Linked DNA regions of Bombyx mori: regions 1 and 2 are each linked to region 3. The links are chromatin contacts, called in public Hi-C maps. All regions are on one chromosome and are shown on one strand. Each heading gives the region's core, a stretch centred on a gene start, on an enhancer-like site or on the middle of the called end of the contact. The rest is flanking DNA. Distances are from core to core; before and after follow the strand shown. Region 1 holds the start of LOC101735390 (optomotor-blind protein). Region 2 overlaps LOC100126867 (FancJ-like protein). Region 3 overlaps LOC101735390 (optomotor-blind protein).

Region 1 (4,379 bases), core at 849-3,348, 110 kb before region 3:
TAGAAAGGTGGACGAGCTTACAGCGCATCTAGTGTTATAGTATTTAATTAGAAAAATTGGTACCCGCCTGCGGGATTCGAACATCGGTGCATCGCTAGATCCGAATGGACCGGACGTCTTATCCTAAAGGCCACGATGACTAACTCTTTCTCTCACCAGCCCTAGGGTGATACTTAAATAGCTTAGTCCACATTTGTCTTCAACAGCTCAGCAGAAACACGCCACTATTGCAATTATTTTTTTCACCCCAAAAACATGAGGCATTCCGATTCATAAGAAGGATTGTCGGTCTTAAATCCGGTCTACGAAGTTATATTTAAAGTTGAACAATAGTATTTTCTTCATGGCAGCTATGGGCTATTGGTGTTTCAAATCGAGTTACCAATTTTTCCGTATGTCCATCTCAAATATAAATATTAAATGCAAAAAGTGTGAATTTAATTTCCATCACACGTTATCGTCTCTCCATTGTGGAAAATCGTTCTTGAGTTTTTCATACAGAATAAGTTATGTCATGTTTATTACAACTAGAGGTCCCGCAGTAGTCGAAATTCGACTATAATTAATTGGATTTGTAAGTTTGTACACTATTATGATTGTATTTTATACTTCTATAATCACAAATTTCGCCAAGACTACACTATGAAAATTATTAACAAAGGCAAACAATATTTAATCTATTCTCAATTTGACAACAGACGTCAAGAACAAAAGTTTGACAATAAATAGTATGCATGCGTGTGTGCATTAAATACATGGTATGTAGTGTGTGTAATGTTTTCTTTATTGATTTAATGTATCTTTTATGCATTATTTAAAAAAAATATTAGCATTGTGCACTTCTCTGTATTCTTTATAAGTGTGGAAAATTTCATACTCCTCCGTCCGCGCAATTTTCGTAAAAAGACTTGTGTAGGTATATCTCAGATCACAAACCGAAATGCTACACCGATAAGCTTAAGAGTAATAACAACTTTTATAGACAGTTAATAAAAACTGTGCATTTTTCTTAAAACACGTAAACAAATCTAGGTACATAAAAATTTAAACGGCTATCGGAATAAATCATTTCCAATATTATTTCTGGACTTTAAAATTGTTTCAGCGTTCTGTAAATAGTTTTTTTACACGATCAAAGCGATTTACCTACGTTAAATTATTGCAACTTCTAGTCCGTTTTGAAGATTCCTGTAATACAAAAAAATATATTTTGTTTTTTTTTATACTCAATTCAGCCAGTATGATAGATTTTGGAAAGGTGTGACTTGAAATTTAGTTTGACCTGTTTGTAGTTTGACCTGGAAGCATAAAGAGAAATGATTCCTTTGAATTGTAATCACTCTATAATGATGCGTGAGAATGTCGCATACACATTAATAATATAGGTACGTTATAATAACTATCTAAATGTTGACCATAGACTTGTACTATCACAAAAGTATTGAACTGAATTTAAATAAAGTTTAGCTTTCACGATTTCAAGATATTGCCCCGAGAAAATAAGCCTTCCGAATTGATATTATTTAATTAATATGGTAAGTACACTAAAGCTAGATTTTGCATTTGAAATACGTTGTATGAAAAACAGATTCGAGAAAAACATTTTTTTGTTAAGCTTTAGTGGAAAAAACTGATTTTACGTAATTATAGTTTAAGAAATAATTTTAATGATATTTATAGTTTACCAATGTTAAGTAAATGTGACTTCAAAAACAACAAAAGAAACTCGAATAATTACAGTGAAATGACAACGGCGATTTTACTTCTCCCCAGAAGTTAAGTTAATACAAAAGTTTTAAAGGACGAACTGTCTACAAAGTTCAAGCACACGACTATTGTCTTTCTCTTATGTAGGTACGTATTTGGACCATTTTTAAGCCGAGAACGCCTGTGAGAACCTCGTGAGTTTCTCAGTATGAGGTCGCAATGTGGAGGGCCGAGTCTAGCATCGCACCACAAAAGATACATCGAGAACGTAACGAGCTCAATTGATGAAGGAACGGAAACGTGTCCAATTAGAAGGAGGCGGCGGGCGCGGCGGCGAGCGCGAGTGTCGCCCCCGCGCGCCGCATTAACCAGATTAGCGGAGCGCCCCTCGGCGAGGTGTGGCGGACACCTCGCGCCGCCGGGAAACAACGCGGCCCCGCCCGCCAGCGCCATTGGGCGGCGCGCGGCGGAGGGGTGTCGGACGCGGCGCCGCCGGCGGCCAGTCGTTTGACGCCTGCCGCGAGAGCGGTCGCCGCCACGGGACGAGCGAAAAGTGTCGCGAACGAGTCGCCGGTCGGCGCGTTATGGACGTTGCATGAGCGCGAGCCGCCGGGCACGCCGGTCGTGGAGCGCGCGCCGTGGGCCCCAGGCGGCGCGGGCATGCGCTTCGAGGGCGCGGAGCGGCGCGACGCCGTCGCCTTCCATCCGCTGCTGGCGCCGCGCCCGAGCGACTTCTCGGTGTCGGCGCTGCTGACGGCGGGCGCGCTGCCGCCGCCGCCTTACTTGCCGGCCGCGTTGGCCGCTGCCGCCGCGCTGTCCGCTCCCTGTCCTCTGCTCAAGCCTCCGCCGCCGCCGTACGCGCCTCTACCGCCTGACGACGACGGTGTCGTCGACGATCCTAAGGTCACCCTTGAAGGCAAGGACCTCTGGGAGAAGTTTCACAAGCTCGGCACCGAGATGGTGATCACCAAGAGTGGCAGGTCAGTACGGCCCCGTGACGCGATCCGCCTTTGCTCATTACTGTGATGCGTGCTCGAGATGTTTTAACGTGATTAGTGTTGTGAGTGATATCGTCCACTGCATACCTATATTATAGATGGTACGACTGGTAAGTAACGAACCTCTAGGGCTGTAGAATATCGAATAAAACAAAAACTAAAAAAATAAGCATCACTGTGCGATTGTTTACAAATACATTACTTGTTTACTTTAGGCCAATTTCAAAACGAAAGACTAATAACTAAAAAAAGACACGGCAAAAAGTAATTTATTCATATAACCGAAAAGGAAAAACTGGCACAGAATATTACAACTTTTAATAAAGTTAAAATCGAAACTCATCCACACAAAATTATAGGCTTAAAATTGTAGTTGAAATGTGTATTGCTAACAAGCAAAAAACATAACTGCAACATGTAATTAACTATTGTTTACTTACAACAACGATATTATATTATCGGGTTATAAAATAAATAATTTCTGGTTTACTGAACAACACTGATGTGATTCGAAGCGATGTATTTAGGATTTATAGGCGCATTTTTTCATCAAGCTTCTGGCCGCCGCTCCCGTGCTCTACTTGCAACTGGGTGACAATAATTATGTCAAATAATGAAAAATCATGAATTTCACTGATTATTTTATATTCGATAAATCTTATGGATAAAAAGTGTGACATTGAAATGTTAAATTTCGTAAAAACAAATCCAACGTATACTATTTTGTATGTTCAATGACGTTTTGTTAACCAAACTCGCATTGCAGTTTTGATTGATTTATTTTAAACAACCAATTGAGTCCAATCATTTAGTACAATCTGAAGGTTTGCATTGCAATTTAGACGTTGTTCCACAATAGATTTATTGACAGAATAAACAAATGATTTGAATGAAATGATTTTTTTTTATTTTATACTCAAATCAGCCAGTTAGTATGATAAATTTTGGAAAGGTGTGATTTGAAATTTAGTTTGACCTGTTTGTAGTTTGACCTGGAAGCATAAAGAGAAATGATTCATTTTGAATTGTAATTTATTTATTTATTTAGACACACCAACAGCAATACACACAAAACATTCAAGCTTAAAATTAACATGTATATAATTGAGTACTGGTATGTAAGCCAGTTACAGGCATGTACAGCAATCTCTTATAACAAACTATGACATGTTACAGCAATTTTACAAACAGCGGAAAAATAGCCTAAATTTATATGTTAACAGTACGACAAAAAAAATTATATTTGAAAGTAATATAATAAATAAAGTAATCACTCTATAATGATGCGTGAGAATGTCGCATACACATTAATGATATAGGTACGTTATAATAACTATCTAAATTTTGACCATAGACTTGTACTATCACAAAAGTATTGAACTGAATTTAAATAAAGCTTAGTTTTCACGATTTATTGTTCCACATTAGATTTATTGACAGAATAAACAAATGACAGGCGCAACCGACATTGTAGTAGATTACTAATATTTGCAACTTGATAGAAGTCAATAAGATAAGATAGACAATGCTTGTTTGAAATAATCTGCAAGTCAAGTGTGCCTAAATGCAGGAATTTTAATTTTCTTTCCTTAATAACCACTCAAAGTTTTGCCAAACAATTGTCTTTGCCTCTGTAAATATTGGAAACTGCCTATTCGTTTTGGCCTATTACAA
Region 2 (4,611 bases), core at 423-2,922, 91 kb after region 3:
ATAAATAAAAGACCTAAACTTTTGTATAAAATATACTTAAAACCAACAAACGGAATCCGTCCGACGGAGAACACATCAAAGGAAAAACAAAATTGTTATTTTTATATTATAATTCCGAGCATTTTCATATTTATCTACATTTTAAACCTTCTCTGGACTTCCACAAATAATTCAAGACCAAAATTAGCCAAATCGGTCCAGCCGTTCTCGAGTTTTAGCGAGACTAACGGACAGCAATTCATTTTTATATATATAGATATATAGTTCTATATATTTATTTTAAAAAAGTAGCCGTCGTTGGATGATATGCGAACTTCAATAAGTGAATTTCCGACCCAGCCACCGAAACGTGAACAATTTGCTGGTAACCTAAGAGACTGTTCCATCTACGCCCGGACCCTATCTGCCTTCTTTTCCCTACCTATTCGTTGGTGGGTGGGAAGGGGCTATTCCAGCTACGCCCGGACGGGTAGGTGAGCTCACGGGCTCAACCTCATAGAATTTGCTAACACTAGCCCTAGCAAGAGCGGTACTTCGCAGAATCTACCACCGGATCGGAATTGCGACCCACCGGGAAGATCCGGCGAGAAACTTAGTGGACTGTGTCTTTGGGTTAGTTCGCTCGTCGAGTTCGACAAGGACGGTGACCAGTGCTTGAGAGGTCTAAGAGCACCGAAAGTTAATCCAGGGGATCCGACAAGACATGTTTCTGGTGACGGTTGCTTTGCGTTGACCCCTCGCGATCTGATAAGCGTGATGTGTATATTTAACTCAAAGCTGATAGTTAAAAAAATCAACAGAAATATTGTATATTGAAAATTCATATCCAAGTACCTATAGCTCAAATTAGACTTCAAAAAATATGTGGTACATATTTTTTGTGGTATCAGTGGTATGCTTCGTTCTCAGGTACTTTTTTTTTGGTAGACCACTTGGATACATTTGCCACTACGACCCTTCTAATAATACTTCTGGTTTCGAACGCGCTCGAATTTGAAGATCCAAATAAATCAGATATTAAATTAAATTAACAAATGTTTTACATTTAATCATAGACGTGGGAAACGTTAAGAACTTTTGTGTACCGTTTTGTCTTTAGTTTAAATATGTGGTACGTAGCGCCATCTATTGCGGAATAGCGGAACCAAAAAAGATGAAATTGCTTTTAAAGAAAACGTATCGTTGCTATAATAATCTCAGACAAGACAATATAATACAAAAGTGGTTTTACAGTGAAATATTAAAATTAAAAACTATTTAATACTAAATACGGACTATGTTCAATTAATTACAATGTGTCAATTAAAGGAAGGCTACTAACTTTCCTTTTGGCTTATAAACAACTTACCGTGAACTACATCGACCACGTGATGAAGATAATGGCTATTATAATGTAATAAAGGCTAGAGAAGTAGTTTTACTATTCTATGAAGAATAGAACAGTATGATTGGTTCGCAAAAGAAATAGAATGGTTGCTGGTAAAATTCGTAACCTTACACTGCCAGTTCATAAATACTGCGACAGTTAATGACGCATACATAAAAAATCGCGGGCGTGAATTTCATTAAACGATATTATTTCTTCATGAAGTTGAAGTCATGAACGCGTATAGGCACTTACTTGTTTAGTAAAATGTACCTGCCTCAGACTATAAAAGCTGGTGTAGTACTATTATTCGATACTCGTTGAAGCTGAAAAGCTTACCTACACCTTACACCAAACAGGCCATAACCTTGTGTATATCTGCTAGCTAAGCTACTAGTCTAGTAGCTAGTTTGACTATCTTAAACGTTAAGTTAATTAAATCTTTGTGTTTCGAACACGGCTATAGACGAATCGCTTGATACGAATAGACTAGGTTTCTTATTTTTAAAGGTGTCAAAATATCTTCTAATACGAGTAATAAAATAGAACTAGAGGTCCCGCAGTAGTCGAAATCCGACTATAATTAATTGGAATTGTAAGTTTGTACACTGTTAAGATTGTATTTTATACTTCTATAATCACAAATTTCGCCAAGGCTACTCTATAAAAAAATATTAATAGAGATAAACAATAATCTATTCTCAATTTGACCACAGACGTCAAGAACAAAAATTTGACAATAAATAGTATGCATGCGTGTGTGCGTCAAATACATGGTATATAGTGTGTGTAATGCTTTCTTTATTGATTTAATGTATCTCTTATGCATTATTTTAAAAAAATATTAGCATTGTGCACTTCTTCTCTATGTTCTCTATAAGTGTGGAAAATTTCATACTCCTCCGTCCGCGCAATATTCGTAAAAAGGGATACAAAGTTTTTGGTTCACGTATTAATAAAATAGAATTTTTGTTTGCTTTGCTGTTGTAGTTTCTGTTAAAGCGCCATCTACATGAATCGCTGTGAACTAAAATTGTAATCGTTTTTGTATTTAGATAACAGCGCCATCTATGCAGAATCTAATAAAATACTACCATTTAGAACTAACATGTAAGTTAAACAGAAACCGAATCTAACTTATCTTTTCTTGAGAAGACTTTAGTTCATTGCATAAAAGCTAATGAACCGTGTGGTATTTGGGTCAAAAAATCACTACTAGATGATAATAAAAGGCAAAGATAAAAAAGTTAACAATTTTACTTTTTTGAGTCTTAATTTTTTTTTAACGCATTAAATAAAATACATTTAAATTTTCAGTATTTAGTACGAATATTTTAGTCTTTACGTATATAGAATTTTTGACTTTTGTCCAAAGTAACGGTTAATTGTTTGAACTTAATTAGTTTTATAAATCAAAGGAAGAAAATTCATATTCTTTGCAGTTCTTTAAACGGTCCACTTCATTATTCATTAATTTATTTTTATTTTATTACAACTCGAACACTATATTTGGAAGAAGTGCCTTTCTAAGTTGAACTAGAATAATTAAAACCCTTTTATCTCGAAATTCCTTTGATGACGACAATTCCCTAACTCGATTTTTAAGGTAGGTATTTTCTTTTAATTACGACTTATCAAGATTCTTCTGTATTTTCAAATTCAATGTTAAATCGTGCTGTGAGCCCGTACGTCACTTTGCTTTTCTGTATTGCATAGATAGGTGGACGAGCTCACAGCTCACCTGGTGTTAAGTGGTTACCGGAGCCCATACACATTTACAACGTAAATGCCGCCACCCAGCTTGAGGTATGAGTTCTAAAATCTTAGTATAGTTACAGCGGCTGCCCCACCCTTCAAACCGAAACGCATTTCTGCTTCACGGCTCAAATAGGCAGAGTGGTAGTAGCTACCCATGCGGACTCACAAGAGGTCCTACCACCAGTAATTACAAAAATTATAATTTTGCGCGTTTGATTTTTATTACACGATGTTACTCCTTCACCGTGGAAGTCGATCGAGGAAATTTGTTAAGTACGTATTTCATTAGAAGAATTGGTACCCGCCTGCGGGATTCGAGCACCGTTGCATCGCTAGATACGATTGCACCGGACGTCTTATCCTTTAGGCCACGACGACTTCGTAACGTAAAATTCTGTTAATAAAGAGTTGCGGTTTGAAAGACTATCCAACGGTAACGATAGCGGCTTAGCTCTGCCCCTGACATTTCTGACGTCCATGGGCGATGGTAACCACTCACCATTAGGTTGACCGTAAACCCGTCTGCCTATAAGTGCAATAAGAAAAATTATACGAAATCAATTACATTATTTTTATTAGTAAATAACTAAACAAAACAGTCTTTGCGTGCACAATTTTCCAAGTACTGATCATGCCATGTGCTAGTAGTATTATAAATTAGATTCAACAGTAGCTGAAGACATCGCTCAAAAAAGTTTGACCGTATTTTTCAATTAGGTAATTGAGTTATTCAACTAACAAGTGGCAATGTGTTTCTATTTTTTTTTTTTTTTCAATGAAGAAGTTTTACGTTTGTAGGTACGTGATGCGTTACATATTACGTTAATAGTATTTTCTCAAAATAGGGTGAAATGAAATGAAAACTTGCCTTTAGCATAATCTATATATTAATACGTGAAGCAAAAACGTTGTATCCCTTTTTACGAAAATTGCGCGGACGGAAGAGTATGAAAATTTCCACACTTATAGAGAATATAGAGAAGAAGTGCACAATGCTAATATTTTTTTAAAATAGTGCATAAAAGATACATTACATCAATAAAGAAAACGTTACACACACTACATACCATGTATTTGACGCACACACACATGCATACTATTTATTGTCAAACTTTTGTTCTTGACGTCTGTGGTCAAATTGAGAATAGATTAAATAGTGTTTGTCTTTGTTAATATTTTTTATTGTGTAGTCTTGGCGAAATTTGTGATTATAGAAGTATAAAATACAATCATAATAGTGTACAAGCTTACAATTCCAATTAATTATAGTCAAATTACGACTACTGCGGGACCTCTAGTAATATTAAAATGCTGTTGTAAAACATCACAGAAAACTAGAAGACTCTCAATGTAAATTATTATACTAAATGAAATGCAAACAGAATCTTTGTCAAAGCAATCAAATTTTATATGCACGCAGACGCCGACCGTGTTTATGTATTCATTACAAAGAGACCGACAACCCTTAGAACTGCTTTTAACTACAA
Region 3 (4,347 bases), core at 775-3,274:
ATGGCATTCCTTTGCCTATTTATAAAAAAAACATTTTTGTTTTAATAATGAAGTTTATTAAGATAGAAAATACTCCTTTACTTTAAGTCGTTTGCATATTGGCGCCTGTCGTTATTCATTTAGATATAATTAAAATAAAAACTTTAATTATAGGTATAGTCATTATCATTATTAAAGACCCTTTTTTAGGCCAATGTTGGGCATAGGCCTTTTCCACGGCACGCCACGCGACCCTTCCCTGGGCCTCTCTTCTCTATCCACTATTAAGTCGTCGTGGCCTAAAGGATAAGACGTCCGGTGCATTCGTGTTGAGCGTTGCATCGATGTTCGAATCCTAGGCGGGTACCAATTTTTCTAATGAAATACATACTCAACAAATGTTCACGATTGACTTCAACGGTCAAGGAATAACATCTTGTAATAAAAATCAAACCCGCATAATTATAATTTGCGTAATTACTGGTGGTAGGACCTCTTGTGAGTCCGCGCGGGTAGGTACCACTACTCTGCCTACTTCTGCCGTGAAGCAGTAATGCGTTTTGGTTTGAAGGGTAGGGCAGCCGTTGTAACTATACTTGAGACCTTAGAACTTATATTTCAAAGTGGGTGGCACGTCTACGTTGTAGATATCTATGGGCTCCAGTAACAACTTAACACCAGGTGGGCTGTGAGCTGTGAGTGTGGGTTGAGTACGTATTTCATATCTTGTATGACAGTTTTTTTTATTGCTTAGATGAGTGGACGAGCTCACAGCCCACCTGGTGTTAAGTGGTTACTGGAGCCCATGGTCATCTACAACGTAAATGCGCCACCCACCTTGAGATATAAGTTCTAAGGTATCAAGTTCATGTACCCATTAAATCATACCATTACCTAGATGCAACCTACATATTGTACCTATTTTCCATAGATCACGAGGAAAAGTGGACCCTACTCCAAAAACCTATTTCAATTATTTTTCTTTGCATGTAAAAAAATGTTAAGGTCAGGCCACACGAACCTTTCTACAGAACTGAGTAGATAGAGATATCAAATTATTCGAGCGCATCACATCGCTTGGCCTTCGCTTTGGATCCAATGTTTGTCTACGCTTTTTGTACTAAAAAGGGCATTAGTGAACCCTTCTGTTTGCGTACAGTTGAGACGGTTTGCGTGTCAACAGTTTGGACAAATATTAGTGCATCGGCGGCTCCTCTGACTAACATAATCTTCCTTTAGTTAAACACTGTGGTTTTTTTTTTACTTATTTTTAACACTCAATGTTGGTGCACGGATCACATTTCGACGGCTACTCAATCGGGTTTTTGGATTTTGGAGGTTAATACTCGTCCATTTGACATTGGGAGCGATTACTAACTGTTTTTAAATAGACTATAACTATACTGAGATCTTAGAACTTATATCTCAAGGTGGGTGGCGCATTTACGTTGCAGATGTCCATGGGCTCCAGTAACCACTTAACACCAGGTGGGCTGTGAGCTCGTCCACCCAACTAAGCAATAAAAAATATATAAAAAAAGACATATCTAATTATGAAAATTGTTGTAAGAATTTTCATACGAATTAACTTAAATGTTTGAATAGTAAGACCAACTTCGCTGTCATAGAGAGAACTATGTATCCATGTTCAATTTTTTTAAATTACAATTCGAATTTAGTTTTAAGAAAAAATATATTATTCGAATTAGATCGATATCGGGAACGCTAAACGAAATCTCATCGGCGTCCGTCGGATTCCTTTAACAAAAACAAAACTCTCTAAACACTCGATCCGCGTTTCGTGGCCCTTCCGCGAATTAAATTTAGCAAAAAGCTAAAACGCCTTCAAAACTCGTACACGAGAGGCGAACGAGCGAAACACAATACGCAACATCCACGCCCCTGTTCGGAATAAAAATCAAAATGAGATTTCTAGAAAGGGAGTAAAAGAAGAAAAACCGCGCGCGTCCGACTCGGGTTTCTCTAGTCCGTTAGAGCGAGACGGATGCGTTCGCTGAGTTTCGTCCTCGCGTCGCGTTATGAGTTATGGCGGTTTCTCGTGCTCGCCTCGCGAATTAGCCATTTGGCGCGAACGTGGGGCGACCTACGACGCCGCGTTATACCACGCGCACGGAACGCATACAATTGGGAAAACACTTCGCACCGGTAATTAAATTCAAACTACATTGGGATAGGTCATGCCCTCGTATCTCAATGAACTAATTACGATTGATAACATTGAAGTGAACGGTCCAATTACATTAAAGTAATGCATTTTCAAAACAAAAAGTTTCTAGTAAATAATTAAAACAATCGCTAGACATTAATTAAATAAAGTAAAAAATCAAATATTTTGGCTAAATACATTTCATTGAAAACATGAATAAAATTAAGAAAAGCTGCAAACAAATTTCATTCAAACTAAATTCAGCGCCATCTTTTGACGAGTAGCACAATCAAACTATTTCAATTTTTTTATTACGATAAAAATGATCTATAGTAGTTAATCTTCTTTTTTTTTTTGAAACGAAAAAAATTCTTTTTGCCTCTCTCTGCCAAAGCAATAGCTTAAAAATAGGCTTCCCGTCATTCAACTATTCCATTCATAAAGACAGTTTACACGTATCTTGGCTAGTGTAACAAATCTAACTGCCGAAATTATGTTACAAATGAAGCCTTACATCATCGTTAGGCAGATAATAAAAATAGAAAATAATTCGTTTACGACCTGCGACCGTGTCGAAAGAATGGAAACAGACAAACTCGTGGCGCCATCTCCCGCTTGTTAACTCAGACTAACCTTAATGAATTAAGGACGTACTCACCGAAGTCGATATTTCGATAACAGAAAAAAAAATTAAGTTTAAAATTTATTAATGAATTATAATCTATATATATTATATAAAAATGAATTGCTGTTCGTTAGTCTCGCTAAAACTCGAGAAAGGCTGGACCGATTTGGCTAATTTTGGTCTTGAATTACTTGTGGAAGTCCAGAGAAGGTTTAAACGGTAGATAAATATAATGTTTAAGTCTTATTTATCGATTGAGGCACTACGAAATCTGCCGGGTCAACTAGTTTAAAATAAATAATTTTACTTGTATCAACAATAGCGTAATGTGTAATTGTGATTTTTTTTTAAACTTGATTTACTAGAAAAGTCAACTTATAGTCTAGTAGGTATTACATATTTCACAAAAACAAAACAAAACTGAATAGAAGGGTGTTTTAAAAATTTAATCATCTAACAGCGTACACGGATAGATAGTGAACTCGTGGTCCTTGCGGGGCGGGGTAATTACTTTAATCGACATATGGGAATCATCGATACGGCGCCCGGGACCACCGTGCCGACCGATTTACATATAAATTTGTTGTCCAGCCGTAAAATAAAGAAATTGGACGGACGAATAAAAGCTTCGTAATTAAAGCCGACGCTCGAGATACAACTATAATTTTAATTTTAATGTTAACGTTTTTCGAAATGGCTCTCCGGCTGACCGGGGCCGCTTCGTTAGTTCGAACCGAAGACAAAACAAAAAAAAATATGATTGTCTTTATATCGTCATTAAGGGCGGGAGTGACGCGGAGTGCTTACGTCAAGATCGATTTATTCAAAGTATATTCATCGAAACTCTTCTGGTACTAGCAGATTGACGTTTAGTGAATATTAAAATGTATGACACTAAAAAGAGAGTTAGGAAGTAATTTGAGCGTTGTCGACCGCAAAATATCAGCTGCACGCTTAGGCTAGCTAGATATAATACTGACAACATTATACCTCCATTAACTTTAATTGAATTTACATTTAATCTAATAGATACTATGGCACTTATTATTTAATGTAGGTACATCGTTATTGAATATTTACTCCTGTTGCTGCTGTTGTTTACGTAATCATGACGCAATTTAACGAAATAAATTGACGCGTTGCAATAAATTTGACGTAAATCTGACGCTATAAATTGGTACATAAAGAAAAAGTGTCTTCTGTCATGAATCATTTTAAACTTTCGCTTAGAAGTATTCTTATTTAAAAGGCTTAAGTACGATTTTTTTTGTATTTAATGAGTTCGTGATGTTCTGGCGTTGTTATAAGCACACTTTTTAATAGTCCTAATACTGCAGCCAGTGTAGTTTGGCCTCCCACAAGGTGAGGCGACGACCTGTGGAGATACGGTGGATACATGCACCACAGGACTGATCGTTGTAGTGAAGCTTGGCAGAGGCCTCTGTCCAGCAGTCTGTGGGCTGAAAAATATAAGAAGAATCCACCGTTAAGTAAATTCGTAGTAAGAAGCCGTCATAATAAGATAATGTATATAATTGCGCGGTTACTTCTAGGAGGCTACAACCTTTTTGGTTGA

Evidence for each region. Hi-C and Micro-C count contacts between places; a contact is called where the count stands out from the background.
Region 1: a Hi-C map of whole pupa shows a contact between it and region 3, with 4 times the contacts expected there. The contact joins the promoter of LOC101735390 here to the enhancer-like site in region 3. A contact is called at or near these places in 2 of 7 Hi-C or Micro-C datasets (both in whole pupa).
Region 2: a contact with region 3 is called in a Hi-C map of middle silk gland, with 2.7 times the contacts expected there. The contact joins two enhancer-like sites. A contact is called at or near these places in 2 of 7 Hi-C or Micro-C datasets (middle silk gland and whole pupa).

The regions. Positions count from the first base shown.
Region 1 is chr16:8,464,580-8,468,958 of ASM3026992v2, forward strand. LOC101735390 (optomotor-blind protein) reads left to right here and starts at 2,099. Exons shown (of 7, transcript XM_038016614.2): 1 at 2,099-2,687. The coding sequence starts at 2,368.
Region 2 is chr16:8,670,354-8,674,964 of ASM3026992v2, forward strand. The region is part of intron 2 of LOC100126867 (FancJ-like protein); the gene reads left to right. Among protein-coding and RNA genes, the nearest start is that of LOC100126867, 15 kb to the left of the region's middle. Within about 2 kb of position 1,673, at least 4 of the 8 cell types and tissues checked have open chromatin away from gene starts, as enhancers often do.
Region 3 is chr16:8,579,122-8,583,468 of ASM3026992v2, forward strand. All of the region lies in intron 3 of LOC101735390 (optomotor-blind protein), which reads left to right. Among protein-coding and RNA genes, the nearest start is that of LOC134200339, 68 kb to the right of the region's middle. Within about 2 kb of position 2,025, at least 8 of the 8 cell types and tissues checked have open chromatin away from gene starts, as enhancers often do.